5 separate regions of the Mus musculus genome follow, and all the other regions are linked to region 1. The links are chromatin contacts, called in public HiChIP or PLAC-seq and promoter capture Hi-C maps. All regions are on one chromosome and are shown on one strand. The core of a region is the stretch at or near the end of the contact, and the rest is flanking DNA. Distances in the headings are between cores, read along the strand shown.

Region 1 (5,770 bases), core at 2,224-4,723:
AGACACACACAGAGACACAGAGACACAGAGAGACAGGGAGAGAGTGTGTCTGGGCTTGGCATGGGTTTTTGAGAACTCAAAGCACACCCCCAGTGACATACTTCCTTCAACAGACCACACCTCCTAATCCTTCTAATCCTAACAAAGAGTTTCACTCCATGGTGATTAAGTGTTCAAATATCTGTCCTATGGGGCCATCCCCTTCCCCTATCACAGTGGGTTTAAATCCAACGAGGCTGACAATCAAGAGTAACCATTGCATCTTACTTTGGATGGAAACCATTATTTATTTAACCAAAGCCCCATTTTGAAACATTGAGTGCCATTTTGCTCTTGTGGGATCTCTCTCTCTCTCTCTCTCTCTCACACACACACACACACACACACACACAAGATAGTGTTTCAATTTTACTTTTTAAATTATGTTGTTGGTTTGTATGTGTGCTTGTGGGAGCCATGTGTGCCATGGCAGCTGAGTGTGGGGTTCAGTAGGAACTGCTGTGTTCTGTGTGAGTTGCTCCCAGGGATCCAGCTCAGGTTGTTTGGCTAGGTAGTAAGTGTCTTTCCCTGCAGAGCCCAAATTCCCTAACATTCTACTTCCTGATCTAGTTCGCCTTATGTTGCTGTGATGAAAACCATGACCAAAAGCAACCTGGGAAGGAAGGCAGCTGGTTCAGCTTACACTTCCAGGCCACAGCCTATCCCTGAAGTCCTGATCTGAGTTCTGAGTGCTGACTTCCTCACTGGCTCCTGCTCAGCTAGCTTGGCTTCCTCACACAACCCAGGCCCACCTGCCTAGGGATGGTGCTGCCCACAGTGGGCTGGGCTCTCCCATACCAATCATTATCCAAACCTATTTTTCACAGACATGGCTGCAGGCCAATCTGATCTGGGCAATTAATCCTTCAGCTGAGAATCCCTCAGATGATTCTAGGCTATGGCGAGCACACAGTCAATGGGACACCTGCCCTCATTCCTGCACAGACCTAGACAGAGCGAGAAAACATCAGATTCCTTCCTCTTCTGCACCACAGAAACCCCAAGGAAAGCCTTTCTGGCAGCTTGTCCTCTTGGCCAGTCATCTCGGCATACCACTGTCGCCTCTCACCATGGGTCTTCTTGGAACACTGTAACCCAGGCCTCAGGATGGAATCTTCCTACCCCAGCTTGTCCTTAAAGTCATTGAAGCCCCTTTCTATACCATAGTCCATTGCCAAGAGACTTTACTACAAAGGAGTTGGTTCTCAAGTGAAAAGAGACCGTGGGTCCCGTCATAACTAGGAAGCAGCCAGCATCCCCACAGAAAAGTGCTATCCCGCCCTTCCACCAATAGGAGAGGACAAAGGGGCCTGATACCTGTGTCCTCAGTTGTCTTTTGAGTTTTGTTTTGGTTGGCTGATTTTGGGTTTGTTTGTTTTGGTTTATTTTTTTTGTTTTTGGTTTGATTTGGGTTTGGTTTGGTTTGGTTTGTTGTTGTTGTTTGCTTTTGTTTGTTTTTGCATTGGTTTTGTTTGGTTGACTTTGTTTCATTTTGGTTTTGGTTTGGTTTGGTTGTTGTTTGGTTTTTGGTTTGTTGTGGTTTTGGTTTGGTTTGGTCAGTGTAACATAGAGTAGGGTCACTTGACAGGAGGGAATCTCAAGCATGGTAATAGCAACACCACCAGTGATTTTTCTCCATCAGGCGTGCCAGCAAGCTGCACCACTCTGTGGCTCCTGTGTCAGCTCCCACCTCCAGGTTTCTGCCCTGTGTGAGTTCCTACCTTGGCTTGCCTCAGTGCTGGGCTGCAACCTGTGAGCTATGAAACCCTTCCCACGGTGTTTTCAGCTTCGGTGGTTATCTCAGCACGGAGAACAAACTGGGACAGTACCAGGGCTGGAAAAACATGGTTGGAAGGATTCCAGAGGAGACACAGCCGCTGCTGGCGTGCCACCCAGTGGGGTCACAGTGAATGAGAAGCACCTGGCTTCTCCAGCGTGCATCCAGAGCCTCCCTCGGCCTCAGCCTATCAGGACGCAGCTGGCAATGCTGAGAAATGTCGTCTCTACAAATGATGGAGAGCAAAGATCTGGCTCTCGGGTTAGATACACTTGAGCAGAGCTTCAGTGCTCACGGTTATAACACAGAGAAGAAAACTAAGCCCAGGTTCCCATGGATCAGAACCCATTCCGCCTAAAACGCTGATCCCAGGGCCAAGGGCCCAGCTCAGTGTGACTTACTGCGTTCTCATGTGAAGTGAATTAGGTTGACCCGAACCTTGGCCTGGTTCTGCAGTTGATAATGGGGCCAGGCAAATGTGCTACAAAGCATGGACCTTTATCACATGCACCCTAAACCTAACCCAAATAGCTTCTTACATCATCTCCGGGGCCCGGCAACGAGGTCCACCCCGGTGTGCATGGACACTGATGTCCGGGACGGCTCTTCGAGGTGGCAGAGAGCTGGGGAAGCATTTTCCACCTTCATCCTCCAATCTAAAGTCCTGCCCCACTGCCTCCCCTCGAATGCGGCAGGAAGAATCCCCCTTTGTTAAGATTCCCTTTCTCTGTGTGCCTGCACATGCGCGTTTGTGTGAGCGGGCGCAGACTCCCGCGAGGAGCTTGGAGGACGCCATAAGCATCAGTACTAGCTCCCATTGTCTTTGAGACAGCATCACTTGGTGCCCACTGCTGCAAATGCAGGCTAGGAGAACCACCGCTCTCTAGAGATCCCCCTGTTTCTGCCTTCGATCCACTCACAGAAGTGCTGGGATTACAGACACTTGGACTTCACGTCCATCTGTCCAATCCACCTTCACTTAGGTTCTGAGGGTCTTCACACTTGCTTGAAAACACTCTACCCACTGAGTCATCTGGACTCCAGTCCCTCCCCGCACCCCCACCCCCTTTTATAGATTCTTTGTCCAAGATTCCGGCTGAAGATTGCCTGGGCCTCCCACCTCAGCAGCCTTGCCAGGAGGAGGCTGTTCCAACCACACTGCTCAGCCCCCGGGGAGGAAAAGGGCGCACTGAGCTCCCTGCAATTCCACCAGCGAGAATCAAGCCAAGAAGTCATTGTTGAAGGTATTCTCTTACTCATGTCCTGTTCTTTTCCTTGGGATAAATCCTCTTGTAATGGAATTATTAGGACAGACGATATGCAACACACCCGGGGCAGGCTTTGATATGAGCCAATTACGGACTGATAAGACTGCTCTTCGGCCTTGCCTTTCCTAACTCTCTGGTGCACGGCCGCACCACCAGGGGCCTTGGGATGAATCAGTCACCAGACCAGATAAACAAGCCCTTCCGCTGCTGGTGCCTTGTCTGCACCCAAGAAAGGAACCTCCCTTGGATCTCGCCCAGGTCCTGGAATTCCTCAGCACCCGACTAGGCACCTTTGTACCCCTGCCCCCACGAGCCCAGGTCTTACTCTGCTCTCCTCTCCCCGCCCTGGGCTGGGCGGGGCCAGCTGCCAAAGCGGCAAGACTTCACACACACCCCAGCCTCTGTGCAGGGGTCCAGAGCCGAGGCCCGAAGGGGCCCTGGAGGGACCCAATGAAGACACTACTGACCATCCTGACGGTGGGATCCCTGGCCGGTAAGTACCTCTCGACCTGTCCTCAGATCCTCCTACCCCAGCAGCTAGGGAGCACAGTTGCCTATTCCTGCCCCATGAGTCTCTTAGCAGCCAGTTTCATTTTCTTCCCGGCTGGCACTGGACTGGGTGGCAAGTTTTCCTGGAGATGGAGATGACCTGGTCCAGGTAGCTGGAGAGAAGAGAGTACCCCAGACCTGGCTTCCTAAAGGGTCTCAGTTGACCTTCAAGTATGCAGACATTGATTGACCAGCTGTCTGAACTCAGGGTGCTGAGTAGGTAGAGTCTTGGCCTCAGGGGTGCCGCTTCATGCTCTGTTTATCATTCAAGAGGGGACAACAGGCTAGATAAAGCTGGTGTCAGGCTACTGTCTCCATCCATGTCTCCTCACGCCCCTCTGGCTGGATCAGTAAAAAACAGGTCTCTCCAGCAGCCGCCAGAAGGCTGCAATAAGTCACTAGAGTGTCCGTGCAAATGCGACTAAGGACTATGGCTGTCAGGTCTCATCAAATAAACTTTGGGGTTCATACCTGTGAGACATGAGACAGGGGCTTGATCTGTTCTCCTGAATGGAATCCAGGGCTTCTCTCTCAGGAGGCAGGGCTGAGGCATGTTGGAAGGAAATGGTCCAGCCATCTCATGGACCTTCTTGCTTAGTAGTGCATAATACGGTCCCTAAAGACACACACTTGCAGCCAGGTGGTCTTTAATCCCAGCGCTCAGGAGGCAGAGGCAGGTAGATGTCAGCCTGGTCTACAGAGGGAGTAGCCAGGACAGGGATAGAGAAACCCTATCTTGAAAAACAAGAGAGACAGAGACAGAGAGAGATCGCAAGAGCACTGCTCTGGCTCCTATTGCCCAAACAGTGTGTATGCATCCTTAGCATCGGCAAAGCTTCTTTCCAGCCCTTGGCAGACTGCGAAGATTAGATGCAGTCCCCAAATTCTCTGAAGCATCTTCTTTTACATCCCAGGGTGGAGCCATGGATCTCCTGACCCATTAAGATGGAGGGAAAAGGGGGCAGAAAGGAGCCCTGTGGTGCAGAACCCTAGCCTTAGCCACAGACACAGGCTCCGGCCCCAGCTCTCTGGCTGGCTCCAGGTCACTGTAGATGGTGCGTTTCTCCTTAGCTCCTAGGGCAGCTGATACATTGTTTTTCCACACAGATGTGAAACTTGTCTTTTATAAAGCCGCCAGACAGCCAGACTCCCCACCACAGGTCTCCTTTTCCAGGTTTCACAATGTAGACTTTCAACCAGGAAGTGTAGGGACAACACAGGCGGGGAAGTGGACAGATTTAAAGAGGGAAAAAGAGGAGGAGGGAGAAGAAGGCTGATTAATGCCCTAAGCTAGGAGAGGCTCTGCCAAGATCACTTAGCCCACTTCAGAAAACCCTCCTCCGTTCCTCCCCTCCCCTGCTGTCCCCCCCCCCAATTCTTTATTGGGGTATGCAAGCCTCAGCCCCCAGCTTCTCCTAGCCTAGACATCCTACTCAGGACTGTCCTAGTACCAGCATGCTCTGCAGCAGAGTCTAACCATAGGAGGGGAGGTTAAACTCACTGCAGACAAACCCCAGCCTTCTCTCAAATCTACCCCCTCTCTCCTGCCTGGGGCTCACCCCCATGTCCACCCAAAGGCCACAGTTCAAGCCTACATTCCTTCTGCTGGTCTCTCTAACCCCAGCCTATGAACCCCAGCAGAGTGCTCTAGAACTGGCCTCGCATCTGCTCAGCCCAGGATCCAAGCAGAATGCTATTCACATCTCAGGGCGACTCGGCTCAGATGTCACATTGGGTAAAAGTAGTGGGAACACTCGAACCCTGTCCCCGAGGTCCCACTGTGTGAGCTTCAGGGAGGACTGGAGAACAAAGATGGCCACAGCTGCTGCCCCAGACTGACCCAGATTCAGGGAGGTGTGACCAGGGGACCTGCAGCTGTAGGGATGGGCCGTTCCCATCTTCTGCCCTCCTCACCCCTGCAGCCCACAGATCCCTCCTGAAAGATCCATGCAGACTTGGACTGTAAGAATAGCCATCCTCCTCTCTGCCCGTCTGGCCGCTGGTGGCTGTAGTCAATCGTGGAGGAGGCGGGCATACACACATCAAAAGCATATGTTCTCAAGGCCTGCACAGAGCTCCGCACCTGTCTCTTTCCCACCCTTGCCAACCAGGCTGTTCTGAGTGCGTTCAGAGCCAG
Region 2 (5,972 bases), core at 1,886-4,385, 230 kb before region 1:
CTCTACTCTTGGCTCTTAGACATCCCATTCCCTCTTCTCCCCTTCCTCCCCCAACTCCCGCTCCCCCCCCCCCCCGATTTAAACTCCTATTTCACCCATCAGCTTGAGGACAAGATAATGGGCCACCGACATCTGCTTCTCCTTGTCTCTGAAATCAATGAATCAATAGATCCCACGGCCATCAGGTTGGCAGCACCTGCTTACAAGCCCAGCACTCAGGGGAGGCTGTCACAGGACCCCAGGATAGCCTGGGCTACATAATGAGATCTTGTCTTAGAGCAAACCAAACCAACAGTAACAATGATGAACAACCACACCAAACCAAATCACGGGTGTTTCAACTTAGGAAGGAAAGACTATGAGGAAAATCCTCCACGGGGCAGGGGCGCTGTACTGGGAGGTGGGGCCTGATGCCCGGGTCAGCTTGGCTCTGGGTGATTCAGCATCTCATCTGTAAATTGTGGCTTTGAGCTGAAGCAGGGATAAAGATCACCCTGTTAGCTTAACTGGACTGCTGTTTTCAGTGTTTCTCACACTTGTCTCCCAAACAGAGAAGAGAAAATCCAAGAGCTCACAGTGGAAACCCTAACACTGTATTAAAAGGTTCTATCCAGCCTTATGCTTTCAAATATATATATATATATTATACATATTATATATAATATATATTATATATATATATATATACACACACACACAGAATAACCCCACACAAAGCACCAAACAAAAATCATATGAATTTATATTCTATTCTATTGTGCAAACTGTTTACTATACTTCACGTTGTAGTTGTTAATGTGTTATCGTCACGTATGTGAGTGTCTGAGGGTCGTCGTGTGTTTGTGGAGGTGGTGGCAGTCAGTCCTCTCCTCCCGCAGTGGGTTCCAGGGATTGAACTCAGGCTTCCAGCCTTGCCTGACAGCTGTCTTCGCCTGCTGAGCCATCCCGATGGCCTCTTGACATGTTTTGGATTGCTTCTGATCTGACATGTGCTACCTTGTGTACCTCAGCCAGGTTACCCCCAGCTTTTAAGCCAGTTTCCTTAGCTGTAAAACGTGACTCATGTTTCTGTGCCACGGGCTGCGCGGAAATCCGATGGGATGTGGTGTGCTAAGGTGCACAGAAGACAGCTTGGTGGAGCCAGTTCCTTCCATCCTACATAGTGGTCCTGGGGATTGAACTCAACTCATTAAGCTTAACCGCAACTACCCTGACCCACTAAGCCATCTTGTGGGCCCACTCCCCAGTGTAACCCTATAGGGTTCATTCATACATCTATGCTCTTAGCTCCCAGGCATCTACCCAAGAAAGAGTTGAGGGCCTAGGTTTTAAAAACCTGCGCATCACATAGTTTCTAGTTCCCTCTACCTCCTGTTCCACACCTAGGAAAAGCAACAGCATGCACTGATGTCACAAGACAGACAGGCACAGACACCAAATGCCAGCTTAGTACAGGGCAGCCATGAAGACCTCTCTGCCCAGGTTGCACCTTGTCAAAGGGCCTAAAGTTAAGTTGTTGCTGCTGCTATCATTTGAGACAGTATTTCTGCAAGATGCCTCCCATATGTTTTTTGATATGTTAGATCCAATGCATATAGGATCAACTGGGAACCATAATTTTCTGGGAAGACTGGGAGGGCATAATTATAATTACTCTTGGATTAGACTGCATGTGTGTGAAAGCAACTCTGTGTTAAATGTCTGTATCTCTGTCCTGACATCGTTAATATGGGGGTGCTCGAGAGCTCCTTCTACCTGGGAGAGACCTAGGGCTGCTTCCAGCCTGGAGTTGAGGGGGCCCTGGATTGAAGGCACCTGTCAGGTCCTCTGCTGTTCCTGGAAACCTAGCTCAGAGCCTGGCAAGGTAACTTGCATAGATGCCCACTCGACCAAATGTAATGCCCATGATACACTGTGGTTTAAAAAAAGAATGCCTTACTCAGAACCCATGGCCACAAACAGATATACCCAGCCCCACCCACAGGATGTCAGAAAATGCAAACAGGCCTTGGGAACCAGCTAGGGAGGACAGCAGGTTGTCTCCCCCCACCGCACCCCTCTGTGTGTGTGTGTGTGTGTGTGTGTGTTGAGTCACTGGCTTTTAAACAGTAGCTTCAACTCCCCTCTCTACCCAGGGAACCCCCAGAGCTCTGAATACCCAAAGACAGAGGGAGGAAGATTCTCCTTGAACTGCCGTGTAGCATCACCCCAAAGCCTCCGTGGACTCTGTAAGTTGCATTCCCTTATAAGGCTCACACTTTGGCCTGGTGATGGTTTATTGTTGGTCCAAGGCTGACATATGTCCAAGAGGCACACAGCCAAGCCAGTGTTGACAATCACAGTCACAGTTTATGGTCACTGACCCAAGAGAATTCACAAAGTGCTTGCTTCCACTCGAATCCCCCGGCCTCATCTAAATGAATAACTCCGTTAACCCCACCGAGCAAGTCTTCCAGCGAGCATAACAGCCTCGCGGCCATGAAATTGGCTGTAACTAAAAACAAGGGTGTGTGTGTGTGTCCGCGCGCGCCCCCCCGCGTGCGTGCATGGAGGTCTTGTCACCACCTGACGATTCAGTTTGACCAAAGAACGTCGGTTTCATGCCAAGCTTTTCTTTCCCGGGGCTTTTGAGCACTGAGGGGTGACATTCTCGGAGAGACACACCTCTGTTTCAGTACCAAGCACAGAGCTCCCTCCATCCACCTGCCAGTCGCACCGGCTATTTCCTGCACGCTGGAGCCGGCAGTACTGGCCTTCCACTTCCTCATCTGGTAACGCCCAGCATCTCCTTCATTAAGGCAAACCCGTGCCCACCCTCCTTGAAAATATGGAAGAGACAAAAAAAAAAAAAAAAAAAAAAAATCGGAGGCAACAGAACCCAAACTGACAAGGCTGGCAACAACAAGGGAGACTATATTTATACTAGGGGATCAAAACAGCAAGCCTGATTTCAAGTACCCCTTCCCTCAGTCATGACCGTGACTCACCCGGGACGTTCCTTCTAGATCCACCTATCCCAGGTTCCGGAGAAGCGACTCGGACACTCCGTGCCACCCCTAGGTACAGCCTCTTGGATCCCTTCCCAGCTCCGAGTTTCCAAGGGGCTGCAGTGTTTTGCTTTCAAAGGTGGAGACTTGATTTGTTACACTGCCTGCCAGTCCCAAGCTGGCGAAGCCTCTGCGCAGGCGAGTGGTTGTCGGGAGGGGATGGGCGGGACATCCTGAAATAATTGGCTGCGTCGCCAAGCTCGCTTGAAGCGTAGGGGCGACCTGACACTCACCTGGAGGAGTCCCCTCTAGCGGCCAAAGGAAGAAGTCCGGGCTGCTTTGGTCCCCAAGTTATGGCTGCTCACCTCCACCTGCCGGACAAGTAGGCTGGGCTTAAGCAGCCCGCCTGGTGTCCCCCCGCAGTCTGCGCTAACTGCCACCGACCGTCCCGGGCGGCGCCCCTGCTGCTTCCATCAGGTAGCTCCAGTATCGAAACCCAGCAGAGCCCTGACACGTCTCGGGGACCGTGCGTACCCCTTCTTTCCTGCGCCTGCGTCCCACCTGTTGGCTGTATTGCGTCCTTAATTTCCCGGTACGCCTGCAGCTCAGCAGCCCCGGTAGGCTGTCAATCATCCTAGTAGTCCCGTCCCCCCCCCCGCACCCCTCCCCCGCCCGCTGCTGTTTCCCAGGGGTTCGGCTGTGAGCATGAACCTGCGCGTGGAGCTTCCAGCGCGCTCATTTTTCAGCACGCGCCGTTCAGTCCAGAGCCGCACAGCAACCTCTGGGGGAGATGTTGAGATCACACAGGTTTTACGAGGAAATGACATTGGGGAGACCTCAGCGATGGAAACGCGGTAGAACTGGGAGGGAGAGTTTAAGAGAGGATGGAGCTGCCATATTGTATTATGGGAGATGCCCAAAGACCAACTGGGTCGGTGCGAGATTTTTTTTTTTTTTCTTGAGGCGTGGGTGGCAGGAGATGTGATCTGAGGAACAAGCGGGAGACAGTTTCTAACAGGGGACTATCCCATAATTTTAAAGAAGACGCTGGTGGGTTTAAGCCGGGCTGTGGCTAGGCACTGTGGCTGCGGTGAAACGGGTAAGGGGCTCTTGGAATACTGCACGGTTGCCCTTGGGGAATTATGTCATCGACCTTTCTGCTCTCACACTCAGGGTGTGGATGGATGGGTAGGAACACTTGGGTTTATTCCTTCGATGAGTCACAAAAACAACAAACCAAACAAACCCAACAACCAAACAAAACCGAAACAATCAAACAAACAAACAAACAAGAAAAGGGAACTGAACCCCAGAAACAAAAACCCTAATAGTTAGTTCCCTGCCTAACAGGTTCTCCTTAGCATTGTCAATCCGAACCCCAAAATTCTGGTAGCTTTTTTTGTTGGTTTTTGAAACGTCTCCAACGATTGGTCAACAGCTTTTCACATTAAAGACACAGAGGACACCCCTGGCTAGTTAGCCAGTTGCCTGCCGCCGGACTCTGGAATGTTAGGCCAGTGGTTGCCATAGCGACCGGGCGGGAGGGATAGATTGACTAGTTAGGAACCAGTTCCTGTTAAGGGACCGGTCCTTGAGGTCTTGAGGAGGATTCCGCGCACTCCATGGGACACCCACGGAGACCTCCATACTCCGGGTGCGTGCGGAATCTCTGTGGCCAGTTGGGTGGTGCCTCGGATGCCAGAAGGTGCCACTTGGGGTACGAGTGGGTCAGCTTAAGCCCTCAGTGTACCAACGTGAAAAGAGCTCCCCCTTGGGCCCGGTGAATGGTTGGACATCTGATGCCCCTACTTCAGTCTTTGAGGGGGTCTCAGAACTGGGCGGTGGGTGAACCTCCAAGAGCCAGCTCTAACAGAACCCTTTTGGTACTCCCGCGTCTTCCTCAGCAAGTCTTTATTCTGGACTCCATTTTGGCCAAATGAAAGGGTGAGACTGGCTTCTCGAAGCCACTAACCAGTTGGTACAGTTCCATGTAGGCCTTGAACACACTCTCTCACCAAGCAAAATAGCTAATGGGTCAATCTCCTGGGGCTTTGAAAGGTCTTTTGAATCTCCTGTGCCTTCCACTATCCTTTAGTAGGGATGTTTCAAGTTGGAGGAAATCAGGCTAGACCGTGACCATCCGTCATGACCCATCAAGTGCAGGAGGCTCACCTGGCAAGCAGCATCCTGGGCAGAGCTAGGTTATATCTGTTCTCTACCAACTGTACCAGCATTCCATGGAAGACTGGAAAGCAAGATAGATACTTGTTTCCTTCTGGTGGTAGAATAATGTACTCTTTGACAGTTTTATACTTTCTTAAAATTTTCCAAAAATTTGATAATTTGCGTGAGAAGCATAATTTTAAAAATCTCTTGCAACTTTTAAAAAATAGATTATTTTAATTTTATGTACATTGGTGTTTTGACTGCATGTGTGTCTGTGTGAAGGTTGTCAGATTGCCCCTGGAACAGGAGTTATAGTTGTGAGCTGCCATGTTCATGAGAATTGAACTCTTAACCTCTCTCTGAGTCATCTCTCCAGCCCCGAATTTTTTTTCTTTAAAGACAAAGTCTCACTATGTAGTCCTGGCTAGCTTGGAAAGCTCTATTTAAACCAGGCTGGCCTTAGGCTCACAGAGATCCATCCACCTTTTCATGTTGGCATTAAAGGAGAAAACATCACTCCAAAATTTTTTGTTGTCATTTAAAAAAATTAATTTTCACTTTATGAATATGGATATTTTTCTCTGTCTGTCTGTTTCTGTAGCACACACAGGCCTGGTGCCTGTGGTGGCCAGGAAAGGGAGATTATCAGGTCTGTTTACACTGGAGCTATATAATGGCTTGGGGCCTCCATATGAATGCTTAGAATGGAACTCAGGCCCTCTGGAAAACCAGTCAGTGCCCTTCACCACTAGGCCATCTCTCCAGCCCTGTTGCTTTGTTTTGTGAGATAGGGGTCTGGACATATGATCCAAGCTGGCC
Region 3 (5,502 bases), core at 293-2,792, 210 kb before region 1:
TGCCAGGCTTCACTGGCCATGACTTTTGAGTGGTTTAACTAACTCTTCACCCAAGAGAGAAGGCCCTGGTAGATCAGAGTGTTACACAATCCAATCAGGTCTTTCACCTCTTTAAAAAAAAATGACCCAGAAGAAAGGAGAGGGGGGACGTCTCTCCCTTCGCTGGCCCTAAGATTCAGCTTTATATTTCTTGTTTTAAATACAAGGCTTGTTTTTAACTATGTGTGTTGAGTCGGGGGAGGGACGGAGAAGCTAAGGCACAAAGGAGTTGCAGATACCTGCAGAGGCCAGCAGAGGGCACCAGGTCCCTAGAAACTGGATGCTTGATGTGGGTGCCAGGAATAGAGTCCAGGCCCTCTCCTGAAGTGCTAGGATGTCTGAGCCCCAGCCTTACACTTGTAAATGTGTGAGTTCCTTGGGACGGGGGTCCTAAGGGTTTGTAATACCTGGCTGCAGCCCACATTGTCCAACCTCAATGAGAGACAGAGAGCCTTTCCCCCACTTCCGGATCCGGAGACTCAGGGAATTCAAGCCTCCCGCCTCAGAGGGAGATCATAAGAGCCCAGGAGGAATGTGTTCAGGGTGAGGCCACCCCGAAATGTCCGTGGGCTTATAAACGCGACACACTTCCTCATGACTGTCATGGGGACAACACCCAACCTTTTGTCACCCCTCAAAGTTCAAATGATATAAAGCACCCACCTCACTAAGGCATTCCGAGTTTTTATTCTAGAATCTTCTACAACCAGGAAGCTAAATGAGGCAGATGGGTGGGGACTTTGGTGGCCTTTCTGGGTTGCCACTGCACAGTGGATTTCATATGTGTTGGGAGAAGTTCTCCAGTGGCAGCATGGGGTCGAGTGGAGACCACAGGCCTGACAGAGAAATGCAGGGGAGTGGGTGTTGCCAACACTAATCCTGTTATGGTACCTCAGCGAACTCGGTGTCACTGGAAAGTTTCTAGAACACCCCACCCCAGCCCCCAAACATAAAAGCAATAAATCTCTGAAGGCAAGAAAGACACCAGGATGGGAAAGAAACGCTCGCAATTTCTCTAGGGCAGAGCCCGCTGATCTCTCTTTTGGACGCCATGGCTGATCTTGGTCACCAGATGGAGGCAAGACTGCCTGGCTGAACGAACATGTCGGTCCCACACCACTTTACTAGCAGAGTTGAATTTCTTGGTAAAGGATTGGCCAAAAACCAAAGGCTGCTGCAGGTTTAGTCTTTGCTGCTGAGAACACTGGGGAGCGCCGCAACCAGAGCTTGGGTTTGAACCCGGGTTAGAATCAGACTAGCACAGCCTGGCTTCTGCCGAAACTCCTACCCTCATACCACCGTGGAGAGCCACCCCCACGAGCCCTCTCCCCTGTGTGTATGTGGCTATTAACCTCCACGGAATGGAGAATCCCCACGGCAGTGTTCCCGAGCCTTTCACTGTAAAGCCATGGGAACGCTCTTGTTTTATCAGACTCTAATACCAGCCACGCTGTCATAGGGCAAAGAGATGTTATCATCGAGTTTCTGTGACTTTTGCCCCCATTCATTTGGCAAACACGAATTGTGTTTGTTTTTGAACTGAAAATACTTTATTGTGCTCTCCCGGAAGGGATGGGATCGGTTCTGTTGAAGCATAGGTCTTTTAGGGTTTTATTGCTGTTTATTTGCTGTTGGTCTGGGTGATAATTATTTATTTATTATTTTTGAGACAGTGTCTCACTGTGTAGCTCAGGCTGGCCTCAAATTTGCAGTCACCCTGTCTCTGCCTCCTGAATCCTGAACCACACGTGTGTGCCACTAAACCCGGCAAGAACACAGTAGGGAGAGGAGGCGTGAGCAAGCGGCCTTCTCTGAGCCTCCCTGTCCCTCCCTGAAGCAGCTCCATGAGAACGCCATGGAGAGCAGTCTTACCTTTCCTGTCTCGGGAGTCACCCCACAGCTGATGAGGCGGGCGTAGTGGTGGGGCACAGGACACTGTGAAAATGTGACGCCAGGAAAGTCACTCTCTCCAGGTCCCAAACAGGTGACGAATACTTTGAGTTAGTTTACAGAAGTTGGAACAGGTCTGAACTTGCATTTCCCAAGATTGAGCCCTCAAAGCTCGAGGTCTGATTACCCCTGGCACCTGCTACGGTCTCGCCTCTTAAGGAAAAACATGCTTGTAAGCTGGGCATGGTGGCTAGTGCCCCACACCCCGGCACTCCCAAAGCGAGGCAGCAGGAAGGCTCCAAGGCTGAGGCTAGCCTATGTAAGGCTGAAGCTAGCCTGAGCTATATACAGTGAGCTCTAGGTCGACTTGGGCTACAGACTGAGGCCCTGTATCAACAAATAATCAGACAAACAAGCAAACCAACAAGCAAATAACAATGGTCAGGGACCTTTGCTTTTGACCTGTCTTTCCCGGCCCCTGGGTCGATTGGCAATGCTAATCCTCCTCCTCTTCCTCAGTGTGCCCGGCTGGGCCCCATCATTTCTAAAAATCCCGCTGCCAACGCGTATACCATCCGGTCAGACTTGGCTTCCAAGAAGGACTTCAGCAATTCCTGTTCCAGCATGTTCCAGCTGCCAAGCTTCATGAAAGTGGAAAAATCTGAAACCCCTGCCCCAAACCATTACAATGTAAGGTCACCGCTGCCCTTGTCCAGTGTCTGTGTGGAGAGGGTGGGCTGCCAACGGGGCAGGGAGGGGCTCAAGGCATGGGGAAACAGGATTTTTTTTTTTTTATTGTAAGTACACTGTAGCTGTCAGACACTCCAGAAGAGGGCGTCAGATCTTGTTACAGATGGTTGTGAACCACCATGTGGTTGCTGGGATTTGAACTCTGGACCTTCGGAAGAGCAGTCGGGTGCTCTTACCCACTGAGCCATCTCACCAGCCCGGGGAAACAGGATTTTAACACCGGAGGTCAGACAGTGAGCATTTATGAGCATGCTGGGGCAGGGGCGGGGTGACCGTGGTTGCAAGAATCTGAATCGTAGGTAACGATGGTGGGTGGCAGGGGCTTCAAGAAGCCCGCTTCTCCCACTCACCCCTGTGTAGACTAGTGTGTCAGGGACGCGATTGTCCCCTGGCATAGCAGGTATATACATACGTACTGCTTCAGCCACCGACATTATTCCTTTACTTTTTAGAATCTGATAAGATAAAACCCAGCTTCTTTTTATTATCTGAAAGTTGCCAATGTTCCGGATGCTGCTGGCTTTGGTTGTGAGACAAGATCTCACTATGTAACTTTCACTGTCCTGGAACTTGCTGTGTAGTCAAGGCTGGCCTCGAATGAGCAGAGATCTCTACCTGTCTCTGTCTCCTCAGTGTTGAAATGAAAGGTGTCTGGAATGGTGTGTGTGTGTGTGTGTGTGTGTGTGTGTGTGTGTGTATTTACATGTGAACTCAAATGTGTGTGAGGGAGCAAGTATCTAAGTGTGTTGACGTGCACACAAGCTCCAGTGTATGTGCTAACATTGGTGCTCTAGGCAGAATAGGGTGAGTGGGAAAGGGTACCTGAAGGAAGTTTGGGCTCAGGTCTCCATTTTGCCACTATCTATGCCTTGCCTATGCTCCACCAGTCTTTTCAAGACTCAGTTTGTTGATCTGTAGAATGGGGGGGTATATGTGTTTGTCTACCAGATTTGATGAAGATACTCAGTAGGAGAACCTAGGTTAAGGAATGAGAGCAGCACCTGGCACAAAGGCCTGCGCAATAGCCCTCAGGGGAGCGGGGGAGCTGTCCTTGGTTAGTCATGGGGTCTGTGGCGCCACAACGGTAAAATAAAATCAATGACGTTTGTCTTGGGAGGCTGTGGGGGAAAGTCAGGCAGACCACAAACCCATGCGAAAGCTCTGAAGTCAGGGTGTGGCCCACACAGAATTCTGGTGAACTTGGCGAAGGGCTGCTTTTCAAAAGCCTGCTCTCAGATACCTCATTCTCGAGGGCCTCTCTTGAAAGACGGTCTGTAAGTCACCATTATCCACATGGCTTCTGCCCACTCTGTGTGAGTAAGCTGGTCAACTGTAAAATGCGCAGAGCGGAGGACAGGGCGGCAGCAGGGAGAGGGGAACTACCAGGTTAGGACTTGGCAGTAGCAAATTGATGGAGGACAGCTGGGTCATTTAGAAATTTCTAGTAGCAGTGTACAGAGCTAAAAAGGAACAGGTGAAGTTAACTTGGTAATATAGCTCACTTAACCCAGCAGATCCAAGATGTCCTTGTTTTGACACCAATCACACAGAGATGATAGGCGATTACTAATGAGCCATCTCGAGGGGAGTCTTTGCAGTCTGGTGTGTATCTGCTCTATGCAGCCTGCCTTAAGTTTGGATCAGTCAAGTTTCCAGGGCTGATTGTGGATACTCTCTTGGTCATGCTGTTCTAGAATGTTCCCCTGGAATAGCTGGACCCTAATGATGACCACGTGATGGTGGCAGCAGGGGTTTGCATGGGCGGAGTCAGCTGGACCTCCAATCACAAAGTCCTTGCATTCATTCCTCACAGAACACTGTATTTAATGGATCGCCTGATTCCGGCTCACAGTAGGAGATGCTAAGATGTGTATGGGGAGAGTGTGGAGGTATACCTGCCTTCAGTTTCCCAGCTTAGTGTTTCCACACACTCGTACATATACAGGAACACCACATACACATATGCAGAGAGAGAGACAGAGAGGAGAGACAGAGAGACTGAGAGAGAGGAGAGAGACAGAGAGAGAGACACGCACACACAGAGAGACGAGAGACCGAGAGAGACAGAGACAGGAGAGAGAGGGACAGAGACAGACAGACAGACAGAGAGACCAAGGAGAGAGAAAGACAGAGACAGACAGACAGACCAAGGAGAGAGAGAGACAGAGACAGGAGAGGGACAGAGACAGACAGACAGACAGAGAGACCAAGGAGAGAGAAAGACAGAGACAGACAGACAGACCAAAGAGAGAGAGAGACAGAGAGAGGGGAGAGAGAAAGAGAAAGAGAGAGAGAGAGAGAGAGAGAGAGAGAGAGAGCTAGCTTTAAGGGAGATAAACATTTGGAACCTGAGAAGGTAGGTACAGTTTGGGGGTTGAAGTACCTATGCCCTTTAGACTGAGTAGTCAGAGAAACATCAGAGGCTGAGACCCACGATTGGAGGGAAGTCCAGAGGGAAGAGCATATGCAAAGGTCCTGAGACAGGAAAGGAGTTGGTTCATCAGGGACTGTAGGGTCAGAGGGTGATCTGAGCCAGGAGGCTGCAAGAGGAAAGAGAGCACACAGGCAGACAGTGGCTATCTCAGTCTATCCCTGAAGATCCCAGGGAGAGTTTGGGCTTGTTCTCTGTGCCCTGGGAGACTCCCGATGGGCAGCGAGAAGGGTAGGACATAACCTGAGGAAGATTCTAGAACACCTCCTCCAGCCTGCACTGTGGGTTCTGAGACGCGACGATTCAGGTTTTCAGGAGAAAGGAAATGTGTGTCTAGGAGTGATCTGCACAGGAGCAAGGCATTCAGAGAGAGCCAGGCCACCTGGGAGCCA
Region 4 (5,195 bases), core at 1,750-4,249, 150 kb before region 1:
CCTTCATCAGGTGTCTTAGACAGCCTTGTACACAGTAGGACACTGCGGAGGGTCTGAAGAGGCCAGTGGTCACCAAGAATCTGGCTCTCAAGAGAGCCACAGTCTCCAGTCTAGGTCAGGGCCTGTGCCAGACCGCCCACTTAGCCAGGCCCATGGTGGGCAGTGTGGAGGTTCAGGTTGTTTTTCCTGGGGAGTCCGAAGCTAGCGCTCCAGGAACCCTTGCAGCCAGCCCCCGCCACTGGGTACTGCTAGGCTGTGGGCTGGAAGCAGGGTGGCTGACAGAGGTGCCAGGCGCTGGGTCTGACCACATGAAAGGCCAGGTGCTCACCACCCACCAGCTGCCTGGAGCTGGTTTCTGACTTACATTGGCCAGCCTTTCCAGGGCCACCTCCCTGTGGAGGCCTAGGACCGCGCTGGGGTGGGGTGGGGAGGTGGTCTGCCACCACAGCTCAGTGTTTCCCTGTCAGGTAGGTGGGTTCTTAGTGGACACTTCACTCAGGAGAAAGCCGAGAGTCAGCAAGGGCAGACTCACTCAGTTTGATTTGAAGCAGATGCGGACCTGACTTTTCACTAATGCCCCAGGGCTGACAAGTTGTTTATTCTCTGAGGGCTGGAGATGTCTGCTTGTCCTAGTAGGATATTCCAGCCAAGGTCACAGTAAGAACAAGGCCACAACAGCAGCAGCAGCAGCAGCAGCAGCTTAAAACACACATCCACACACACACACTCACAGGCACTTGTTGGCATCAGGACCTCTCAAACCTATGACTCCACAGGCACTTACAACACACTCGAACACACACAGACACACCCATACACATATACGTGTGTGTGCACACACACTCAAGCATGCCCACAACATGTTCTCTCTCTCTCTCTCTCTCTCTCTCTCTCTCTCTCTCACACACACACACACACACACACACACACACACACACACACTCACAGGCAACCTCAGACTCCCCAGTTCTCAGAGTGGCTGAGCCCCCAGGTCAATCACTGTAATCTCCAATGGTAGCTTCAAAGTTGACCTGCATTACTCAGCAGGCACAGGCTTTCCTGAACGGAGAAGCCTCTTCTGTCAGCCCATCCGACTTCCAACCCAAACCATTCAGGACACTAGCAGAAAACCTGTTCCGTAAGCCAGCTTCTCCATAGCCCCTGAGGAGAAACCTGAAAAGATTCTCTCTGCAGCCTCCGCAGGCAGCTGTAATTGGCATGCGTGAGTGTGCTGGAGACGTGTGTCTCAAGTGTGTGTGTGTGTGTGTGTGTGTGTGTGTGTGTGTGTGTGTAAAGCATAGAAAAATAAAAAGCAAGAAAGCTTCAGAAATGCCCAATTATTAATGTCTCCACAAAGGGAGAAAGGCATTATTAGCATGTTCCCTAACAGGCTTTAAATCAATCACTGTCATAAAACTGAACCCTGTAAGGACTGCCACTTGGTCACAGCACGCACAGTCCAGGAGATGCAGGCTTGGGTCACTCAGATAATAAGTTCAGGGGTTGGGGCTTGAATCTGGGCCCTAACACTGTGTTTCTATTTTTACTTTAATTGGGGTTCAACTGTCAAAACAGTGTCCTGAGAATCTATTAAAAAAGAAACCTGATGCTTGTAACCATAGTGGTTGGACAGTAGATGTGGCTGTTCAAGCCGGACACACCCCAGAGCTAGCCGGTACATGGGTTCCTGTCTGCAGTTAGGACCCATCAATTCTGCCTGCAAGCGTTTGAGTTCTTAACCTGCTGAGGAAAAGCTCCAAAGAGAGAGACAGAGAAGGGGAGGAAACAACAAGAGGGTCACTGCTAAAGAGGGGAGAAAGGGGAAGTCTGTTTCTTTCCTGCTAGCTCCTTGCCCACAACTTAAAGCGACTCACACCCTCGACTTCTGTCTTCTCCAACATCTGTACCTGATACTGAGGCTGAGAGTGAGGTCAGCGTCAGCCAGTCAAGGGATTCTAGATCCCAGATGTGGGCAGGAATGCACCTGCCTCTCGCCAGACAACACAGATGACCTCACCAAAATCTAGTCCTCGGCTTCCCCAGCGTTAGCACTGCCTCTGGATAAAACTGACCACAATTTATTGAACGCAACTTCAGACCCCTTTCTCTTTGGTAAGCATTTTTACAGCTTTCAGCACACCTAAGAACTCTACAAAGTTCTCTTGTTCCAAATTTCCAAATCAGGAAAATGAAGCTCAGATAAGTCCAACGACTTTTTAAGAATGAACAGCGGAGGAGAGACGGAGCCTGGGTTTGAACCTAAGGAAAGCCACTACAGAGCCCATGTATACAGCCATTACACTATAGTAGCCAGATCGCTTGGGACTGTTCCAACTCAACATAAAGGACCTTTAGAGAAACTCAACTCTTTGCATAAGACAGCTCTGAGAACCACCTCCAAGACGTTCCCTTTGGCAAGAGGAGAGAAAGCTTCCCTGGGGCGGGAGTGTCTCTGATTTCCAAGGCACCTCCAGAGTATCAAAAAGCGATGCCAAGATTCACGGTTTCAGGCAGCCCGGGTGTTTGCCTTCCTCGAAACTGCTCAGCACAGAGAGAAAGAAAAACTATTTTCCCAGGGAAACAGTCAGCTCTAGATAGAGAGCTGAACGTGCCTCAACACGCTAAGGCAGGATCGTCAGCCCATTCATTCACCCTTACAAATTGCCGTGTGAATCCGGGCGCCCGGCCTCCCTTGCTCTTCCCTCTGCAGGGAATCCCAGCCAGCCTCGGTGTGCTGGGGAGGCCGGGAGGCCAGACATCCGTGGCTTTACTCACTCAAGTTCATTCGACATCTTCCTTCTCCGAGGTTCCAGCGATCCGTCTCTGGTTGGCTCGCAGGCGCTGCTGACCACTCGTCTCTTAATTCTCCTCTGACACAGACATTCCCTTCCTGCCCGGGGAAGCGTTTGCTCTACGTTGCGCTTTGGATGTTGAGATTTTGCTGACAGCGGTCCCCGGCTGCGGTGGCGCTGATTGGCTGGAAGCACAGGTGCCGACTGCAGCTAGACCACAGCAGGTGCAGATGTTAACTTTTGGCCCACCAGCAGGGGCGGAGCTCCGGGGGGCTGACTGGGTGGAGCCGGCCAATTCCTTCTTAGCTGAGGGGGTGAGGGGGTGGAGACGAGGGAAAAGGGAGGAGACAAACGTTGGGAAGGAACGGGAGAACTAGAGGAAAAATACAGACAGGTACTTGGCTCAAAGGGAAATCTCTGTCCATCTCATCGCTCGGATCCTGGATCCCACAAACATCTCCCCACAGACACCATATCTCTTTATAGTCACCTTCTCTACCCGGAAAATTTCACGGAAGAGAGCAGGTAGCTCTCTGTGAGTCCCCTCTCTTTTCTCCAGAACTTTCCCCTTCGGGTAACAAACACCACAGGTTCTAGTCTTGTTAGCTAAGTGATTTCTTCCTATTCTCCCAGTAACCAGCTAGGAAGGACTTTCTGTCAACTCTCCCTTCCACCCCAACCAACCCCATGCCCTCTACAGGTGATCGAGGAAATGTAGGTTGGAGAGGCAGGGTGCCTTGCCTAAGGGTGAGAGCCAGTGTCAGAGACCCGTTCAGTCATCTGGGAGACTAGCTACTCCTTGAGTTGAAGTTGGTGGCCTCAGTTGACAGGGGACATTTACTAAGTACCGAGTGTGCAAGGTCTCCTCGCTCTGGGTTCTGGGGCAATAGCGGGGAAAGAAAATGCTGGTTTCTATTCAGGAGGAGCCCCCCCTCCCCCAATGTGCATGAGTGTGTGTGTGTGTGTGTGTGTGTGTGTGAGAGAGAGAGAGAGAGAGAGAGAGAGAGAGAGAGAGAGATGGGGTGGGGAATCAGGGAATTAGGGCAGGGCAGCCTTTCATCTTGTGCGATGCCAATCTGAACGGGATGTGGGCAGACCACATGCCTCTGGCCAGCCCAGAAAGGATGGAAAAGTTGAAGGTGGTTGCCTCAGGAGTCTTAGCTGGCCAGTACACTGTAAGTGCTCTGTGCTAGGCACTCAGGAGATGCCTCTTAGGCGAGGGGATGGTGGGGGATGGGCTATGAACAACCTAGGGTGGTCATCCCCAAATGCCCACAAGTACCAGCAGAAACAGAGAGCTTCCATGGGGTTCATAGGAAAAGAGATCTAAGCTGCGAATCTTGGAATCTCATGCTTACTCTTTTACCAATACCCTCAGCCCCGCCCCCATGCCCACTCTCCCCATCCCCCACTCTCCCAACCATCCCCCCCCACTCCACCCCCAGTTCATTGCTCATTCTTCCTGGGTACCTCACCTTGAGCGTTCCTCTGGAGGAAAGGTGACTTTACCCTGAGAAGCCCTATCTGATAACTCAGGAGGGCCTGCTTAGGATGGGCTACCGGGCTTGAAGACTGATCGGAGTCCTTTCCCATTGGAATCTGTTTGAGGGCTACCCCTAAGGAGCCCTGAGGTTAGCTAAGGACCATGGTGATTGCTAACACGGCTAGCTCTCTCTCCAGTAATGCTTGTGAGAACAGACATCCAGCCCTCAGGTTTCACATGGCTTTATTCTGTTCCCTGCAAAGCCCTTCCGGATTTTCTCACATCATCAGGTGTCTATCTCCCTTCCCTCTGGAACGTGAGTTCCGTAGGAGCAAGAGGCCTTGTCTGCCTTGGTTACTCTCCAGCACTGGCTTAGGTGTCTGGCTCCCAGTAGGTGCTGTGAATGTTGCGTAGATCAGGTATCGTGCCAAGCCTTCTTTATGCATCATGTCAATACCCAAAGTGAGTCAGGCACTTTGCTATCATCCCGTGAGATGAGGGGACCGGGATGCAGATCACTCACTATAGCTGAAGGCAGCGGCAATGTGAGCAGTGACTGGCTCTGAGCGATCGCTTACAGCAGTCACGGTGCTGAGAAGAACTGCAGGCCCGCGGCAGCCCAAAGGATGGCACACTTCTCTTTGTAGTCTTCTCCCTGACTAACTCACCTCATGAAAGGCTGGAGAGTTTCTGTCAGCCGTGTTGCAATGGATGTGGTGTGACTCATGCTTGCTGAGCTTGTGGGGGGGTGGGGGGAGACACTGGGATTTCGGGTGGCATGTCTGTGCTCGCTGGGCTTTATAAACGGGTCCTCTCCCTCTCTGGGTCCTGGCTCTGTGCTCACAGCCATTGTTAGAGATCATCAGAGGGTCTCTGTGACTCCTTACACAGGAAGCCTCCAGAAGGTGCCCCGATAGGTA
Region 5 (5,814 bases), core at 2,422-4,921, 220 kb after region 1:
GCAGTCTTCCATGGCCTCTCTTGAGTTCCTACCTGGACAACCCGTCATGAGGCTACAACTGGAAGCTGGAACAAGCACTTTCTCCCTGAGATACCTAGTGGTGTCTTCACTTTTTATTTTGTTTTGTTGTTCTTAGGTTGGTTTAGGGGGTTTTAGTTTGGTTTTGGTTTTGGGGGGGTAGGGTTGTTTCGTTTTGGTTTTGGTTTGTTTGTTTTTTTAACTAAGAAAGGAAGGAAGATGGGAAGAGAGAGAATCACTATTTTTTTTAGTCGTCTTTTGAGGCGGGATCTCACTCTGTAGCTTAGGTCTTTGTGCAACTCACCGTGTAGCCCAGGCTAGCCTCAAACGCTTGCCGGATCTTCCTGCCTCAGCTTCAAAGTGATGTGGTTTAGAGGTTCAGGAGCAAGTCCATTTGCTCTGCTAATTAAAGAATTAAGACGCAGTGGAGATGAGTTGCCAGGAGTCTTTGGAGGTCCCAGTGGAGCCTCATATGATACTGGGAAAGTCAGGGTGCCCTCTTGGGGTTCTCAGTTTCATTAATAAAATTTAAGAACAAGCGCAAACAGAGTTGTAAGCACAAAGAACTAACTCAAACCAAAGCTGAGGGCAATGGATTAGTTTGAAAGAAGCCTAGGGCAGATGAGCTGTGTACCCCACAGCTTCCTGGAAGGAAGGAAGGAAGAGGATGGAGAGGAGACTGAGCCAATATCGAGGCTCCTGGCTAGAGATAAGGCAGGAGGCCAGATGCCTGGAGGCAGCCACAGCCTAGGGACCAGAGCCCAGTAAAAAAGGACAAGGAAACCCGAACTGTTTGGGAGCCTCCCTGCAGCTTAGGCTCTGGAGCAGCATCCGAGAGCCAAGAAATGGTCCTGCCAAAAAAGAGGAGGAAGGGACTGTGGGAGGCGACTACACCTCTCAAGTCAGGGGCTTAGACTAGATCCAGTGGAGACTAGACCTCATGGTGGCTTACAAGGCCAGTGGGGACTGCATTAGGGGTGGGAATTCTAGGAAGGAAAACAACATCTTCCTAGGAGTGTCCCCTAGCCAGATCCTGCCACATCGGCTAAACCCTTTAAGGGCCTGACTCCACCTAGAGGTGGCTGCTTTCTTCCAGTGGGATTGCAGGTGCAGGCTGCCATCCCAGGCCTCTTGGCTTCCTTTCCAATGTAGGTTTTGTTCTCAGTATCATTTCAGCCCTAAGAATGCTTTCTGTTCCAGCGTGTGCATGTGTGTGCCTGCAGGCACAGGCACTCCAGGAATCACGTCTCAGATGTTAAATTGTGGCCTCAGGTGTGCTTTACCCACTGAGCCATCTAACTGACCCCATTCTATTTTTGAACCTGTGTTTGTTTGTTTGTTTGTTTGGAGACAGGGTCTTTCTTTGTAGTCCTGGCTGGCCTAGAACTCACAGAGATCCTTCTACTTCTGCCTCCAAAGTGCTAGGATTAAAGATACGTGCCACCGGGCTGAAGAGATGGCTCAGCAGTTAAGAGCATTGTCTGTTCTTCCAGAGGTCCTGAGTTCAATTCCCAGCAACCACATGGTGGCTCATAACCATCTGTAATGGGATCTGATGCCTTCTTCTGGTGTCTCTGAATACAGCTACAGTGCACAATTAAAACAAGAGTCCCATGTAGCTCAGGCTGTCCTCAAATTTACCATGTAGCTGAGGCTAGCCTTGAACTCCTAATCTTCCTGCATTTAGCTCCTAAGTGCTGATATTGCATGCTTACACTCTGAGCAGGGGGCTTATAAAGGGGAAAGGCACAACTTTGGTACTTCTCATTGATGTAGCTGTGATGGCTGTTAGCAAGCATGACAGGATATGAACTTTTAGTAAGAATAAGGAGGCAGGTGGGTTTCTGAGTTTGAGGCCAGCCTGGTCTACAGAGTGAGTTCCAGGACAGCCAGGGCTATACAGAGAAACCCTGTCTGGGGAAAAAAAAAAAAAAAAAAAGGGAGCCAGGTGGTGGTGGCGCATACTTTTAACCCTAGCATTTGGGAGGCAGAGGCAGGTGGATCTCTGAGTTTGAAACCAGCCTGATCTACAGAGTGAATTCCAAGACAGCTAGAGATACATAGAGAAACCCTGTCTCGGAAAAACAAAAACAAAACAAAAACCAAAAAACAGGGCTGGTGAGATGGCTCAGCAAGTAAGAGTCTGAAGGTCCGGAGTTCAAATCCCAGCAACCACACAGTGACTCACAACCACCCGTAATGAGATCTGACGGCCTCTTCTGGGCAGGAGTGAGTGGGGTGGGCCGGAGAAAGCAGAGGTCCTAAATTCAATTCCCAACAACCACATGAAGGCTCACAACCATCTGTACAGCTACACTGTACTCATATACATAAAATAAGTAAATATTAAAAAAAAAACAAAGTAGAGGTGGAGACAGGTTTGTTTTTGCTTGATGGGAGCAGAAAGCCTTGTGGTTACAAAAGCAGGCCAGAGCAGGTTAGCAAAAATTCCTGTAAGTGCCTGAGGGTCAAGCTGACCTCAATGTCAGCCCAAGGTCAGGTCAGGATTTAGCAAAGATGTTTTTCTTGCTTCACTCTTATGGCCTCACAGGTGTTCTACATAGACTTACATGTAGGCAAAACAGCCATGCACATGAAGTAAATACACTAGTAATAATTTAAAACTTTGGTGGCCATCGTGGCACATATCTTTAACTCCAGCACTTAGTAGGCAGAAGTAGAGGCAGGCAGATCTCTGAGTTTAGGTCAGCCTGGTCTACATGGAGTATATGAGTACACTATAGCTGTACATATGGTTGTGAGCCTTCATGTGGTTGTTGGAAATTTAATTTTAGGACATCTGCTCGCTCTAGTCGGCCACCACTCACTCAGGCCCAAAGATTTATTTAATAAGTACATGGTCGCTGTCTTCAGACATACCAGAAGAGGGCCAGATCTCACTACAGGTGGTTGTGAGCCACCATTTGAACTCGGGACCTTCGGGAAAGCAGTCAGTGCTCTTACCCGCTGAGCCATCTCACCAGCTCCACAGTGAACCTTTATATTCTACTTTGTGACCTTAACCTTTGGGGCGGGATCTGCGCCATTCTGCATGATGCACACGCATGTTTAGTCATTTGAAGACTTCCCCACTGAGGCTGAGGACGGGAAGACAAGAAGGAAGTAAGACAGTGTATACACAGGGACACAATGATTTCCTAATGGCTAGCTTCAGGGTTTCACAAGTCACCCGAGCACCAGTAGTAGCCCCTAGAAGCCCACAGTTATAGCAGTCCTTCGCTAACCTAGGCCTTCTTGCCTTCCCTGTTCCTTTAAGACTAAAGGAGCCATCGGCTTGGCCCACCAGCTTCCCAGTCATCTTCAACCCCAACACGCCCTGGGAACACAACGCCTTTCAGAAGGCAGATAAATGGCCCTGGATTGGAACCGGGCGTGATTTAAGACGTGGGGGAAGCAGGTGGAGGTGAAAAAAATCTCGGGATCTACACATGGGCTGTCAAATGTCATGGCTCTTCATGGGACACGTGTTCAGAAAATCATGGAGTGGGCATGATTGGAGGGTAGAGCTACTTAGAGGGGAGTAGGAAAAGAAAACAGACAGGCTGAGGGGAGGAACCAAACTGGGAGCCTCACAAGAGGAGCGATGCACCGCCTCCGGCCCTAACCACGCCCACAGAGGGATCGGCGGTCACGTGGTGCCCAGTGGGTTGGCCTCCGGAGTGAAGATGGCGTCAGTGAGGAAGGCTTTCCCGCGGAGGCTGGTGGGCTTGACGTCCCTCCGGGCTGTAAGTGCTCCCCAGGCGGGTGACAGTCATGGGATCGGGCGGGCCTCCTCAGCTGCTGTGACAGGCGGAGGAGCGGGACCGCTCGAGGGACTGTTGCCGGGAGGATTTGAGAGTTCCGGACCCAGCCGGTCTGGCTCAGATCCATTGCAAGAAACGGGGAAACTGAGGCGGCGGGAAGAGAATCGACCCGCTGTGACTGTGGAGACCGGGGACACCATCCTGGGCGTCCTACCTCCCTTACGGTGACCCTGACTCCTTCCCCTATTTGAGCTTCGGATCTCTCCGGCCCTTCATTAGTGGAAAACAGTGTTCAGTGTGGGAAACACAAGCATCCCTGTCTGCCGCCTTACTCGGCCCTTGTTGCTTTTATGGACGCCTGGGGAGAACTTGGATCGCGTGGGCCGGACAGGGATTCCCTCAGAACTGTCCTTTGGGCATGTTTGGTCCTGGCATTCTGACCACGCGCAGTTATTTGAAGGAAGGGGGGGGGGGCAAAAAGAGCTGTGCTGGCTAAACCGCAAACTGGTGTCCGGGTGATCTGCCACTTTCTAGGCTGAGTGACAGAGGTGTGTACTCAGCTTGCTTATACGTAAAATGCAGAGTCTCAGGATGATTTAGTGAGTGACCAGTCAGTCGGTGGTGGTGCTTTGTGAGAGTTGGACTTAGGAGCGATCAGCGCCAGCGTCACTGCTACACCCTCAGCTCTGTGATGGCGCTGTTACGATTTTATGTTGGGGAGTTTAGGCATTGTATTAGCACTTGGAAAAACTACTTTCCTTGCAGCTCGTGGGTGCCTCTCAGAAAGCCCAGAAAGCCACTTCTGGCCGGGCATGGTGGCTCACGCCTTTAATCCCAGCACTCGGGAGGCAGAGGCAGGCGGATTTCTGAGTTCGAGGGGAGCCTGGTCTACAAAGCGAGTTCCAGGACAGCCAGGACTACACAGAGAAACCCTGTGTCGAAAGAAACAAAAACAAAAAAAAAACAAAAAAAAAAAAAAACAAAAACAAAAAAAATGGGAAAGAAAAAGAAAGCCACTTCTGCATCTTTAGTCTACCCACTTCCAATGATTGCTCAGGGATCAAATGAAAAGGCAAATATCAACGTGAAAAGTTAAGGAAATAAACCCGAGGGGGAGAGGGGGAGAGAATGAGAATTAAGTAACATGGTGGGTCATAATATCTATCTATCTATCTATCTATCTATCTAAGACAAAGTTTCTTTCTATATAACTTTGGTATTCACTACATAGACCAGGCTAGCTTCAAACTCAGAGCCTGCTATGACTCTGGGCTTACAGGCATGGACCACCATGCCCAGCTAGGGATAATTTTTACAAACTAGTGTGAGGAAATGATCCCTCATGAGTCTTATGGCACAAGATGGCACTTTTATTTCATTTGGTTTGGTTTGGTTGTTCCGTTTTTGGTTTGGTTTGGTTTTTAAAGGCAGGCTTACTCATCCTTGGCTGTCTGGACTCAATTAGTAGACCAGGCTGGCTTTGAACTCACAGAGATCTACTTGCCTCTGCCTCCCAAGTCCTGGGATTATTAAAGGGATTAAAGGCATGCACCACCAGGTGAGCTATCTGACTTGGGTCTGAGAACCCTACTCAGATCTTCTGTGGAGCCATCTCTTCGACCCTGGGCTTTTTAAAAATTTCTCACATATCTCAGGCTGACCTCAAGTTTGCTGTGTAGCAACTTGAAAGCAGCCATGAGCTTCTGATTCCCCCTGCTTCCATCTCCCAAGCGCTGGGCCTCAGGCCTCGGGCCGCGAGCCACCACACCTGGCTGGGTTGTTGTGTTTAGAGCTGTGTGCTGGAGGAAGTGGAACTAAGTTCACTGTGTTCCAGAAAAGGAAGTTGGAAGCAGGCTCTGCTTCAGTGTGTACTCACTGAGCCTCTGCTATGTCTCAGGGCCTTGGGAAGAGCAATGCACAGATCCAGTCCCTGACCTGTGACACTCGCGCCCCTCTGGGCGTTTTAGGTCTTTTTAGTCTGACAGTCTGTTGGAGGGAGACGTCGTTATATGGACCTTTCACTCAGCTTGAC

The links. HiChIP or PLAC-seq counts read pairs in DNA pulled down with a chosen protein or histone mark. Capture Hi-C pulls out chosen DNA fragments and counts their contacts.
Region 2: a contact with region 1 is called in an HNF4G HiChIP or PLAC-seq map of pancreatic cancer cells. The contact joins the promoter of Nipal3 here to the promoter of Il22ra1 in region 1. A contact is called at or near these places in 9 of 39 promoter capture datasets (the C10 cell line, the HPC-7 cell line, cranial neural crest and 6 more), 13 of 115 datasets of contacts at active chromatin or transcription factors (astrocytes, craniofacial prominence, embryonic basal ganglia and 6 more) and 2 of 9 other capture datasets (adipose tissue and liver).
Region 3: a contact with region 1 is called in an H3K4me3 HiChIP or PLAC-seq map of intestinal crypt epithelium, with 7 times the contacts expected there. The contact joins the enhancer-like site here to the promoter of Il22ra1 in region 1. A contact is called at or near these places in 9 of 39 promoter capture datasets (the C10 cell line, the HPC-7 cell line, cranial neural crest and 6 more), 2 of 15 datasets of contacts at CTCF or cohesin (large pre-B cells and pro-B cells), 6 of 484 Hi-C or Micro-C datasets (bone marrow-derived macrophages, cerebral cortex, embryonic stem cells and 2 more), 7 of 115 datasets of contacts at active chromatin or transcription factors (embryonic basal ganglia, embryonic midbrain, embryonic stem cells and 2 more) and 1 of 9 other capture datasets (liver).
Region 4: a contact with region 1 is called in a promoter capture Hi-C map of liver. The contact joins the promoter of Grhl3 here to the promoter of Il22ra1 in region 1. A contact is called at or near these places in 3 of 115 datasets of contacts at active chromatin or transcription factors (embryonic stem cells and pancreatic cancer cells) and 1 of 9 other capture datasets (liver).
Region 5: an H3K4me3 HiChIP or PLAC-seq map of embryonic stem cells shows a contact between it and region 1, with 4 times the contacts expected there. The contact joins the promoter of Hmgcl here to the promoter of Il22ra1 in region 1. A contact is called at or near these places in 6 of 484 Hi-C or Micro-C datasets (the G1E-ER4 cell line, cardiomyocytes, embryonic stem cells and 2 more), 2 of 115 datasets of contacts at active chromatin or transcription factors (embryonic stem cells and pancreatic cancer cells) and 1 of 9 other capture datasets (pancreatic islet).

Annotation. Positions count from the first base shown.
Region 1 is chr4:135,724,686-135,730,455 of GRCm38.p6, forward strand. It overlaps Il22ra1 (interleukin 22 receptor, alpha 1), which reads left to right and starts at 3,474. Exons shown (of 7, transcript NM_178257.2): 1 at 3,474-3,577. The coding sequence starts at 3,535.
Region 2 is chr4:135,491,443-135,497,414 of GRCm38.p6, forward strand. It overlaps Nipal3 (NIPA-like domain containing 3), which reads right to left and starts at 3,136. Exons shown (of 12, transcript NM_028995.4): 1 at 2,988-3,136. Stpg1 (sperm tail PG rich repeat containing 1) reads left to right here and starts at 4,545. Exons shown (of 9, transcript NM_030189.3): 1 at 4,545-4,704.
Region 3 is chr4:135,516,824-135,522,325 of GRCm38.p6, forward strand. Stpg1 (sperm tail PG rich repeat containing 1) reads left to right here. Exons shown (of 9, transcript NM_030189.3): 5 at 2,449-2,619. Among named protein-coding and RNA genes, the nearest start is that of Stpg1, 24 kb to the left of the region's middle. Within about 2 kb of position 1,543, at least 18 of the 459 cell types and tissues checked have an H3K27ac peak or open chromatin away from gene starts, as enhancers often do. A contact at or near this core is called in intestinal crypt epithelium, liver and trophoblast stem cells, where this site is marked.
Region 4 is chr4:135,570,633-135,575,827 of GRCm38.p6, forward strand. Grhl3 (grainyhead like transcription factor 3) reads right to left here and starts at 3,000. Exons shown (of 16, transcript NM_001013756.2): 1 at 2,776-3,000. The coding sequence starts at 2,792. It overlaps Gm30888 (a long non-coding RNA gene), which reads left to right and starts at 2,948. Exons shown (of 3, transcript XR_390832.2): 1 at 2,948-3,016.
Region 5 is chr4:135,942,777-135,948,590 of GRCm38.p6, forward strand. Hmgcl (3-hydroxy-3-methylglutaryl-Coenzyme A lyase) reads left to right here and starts at 3,672. Exons shown (of 9, transcript NM_008254.3): 1 at 3,672-3,764. The coding sequence starts at 3,705.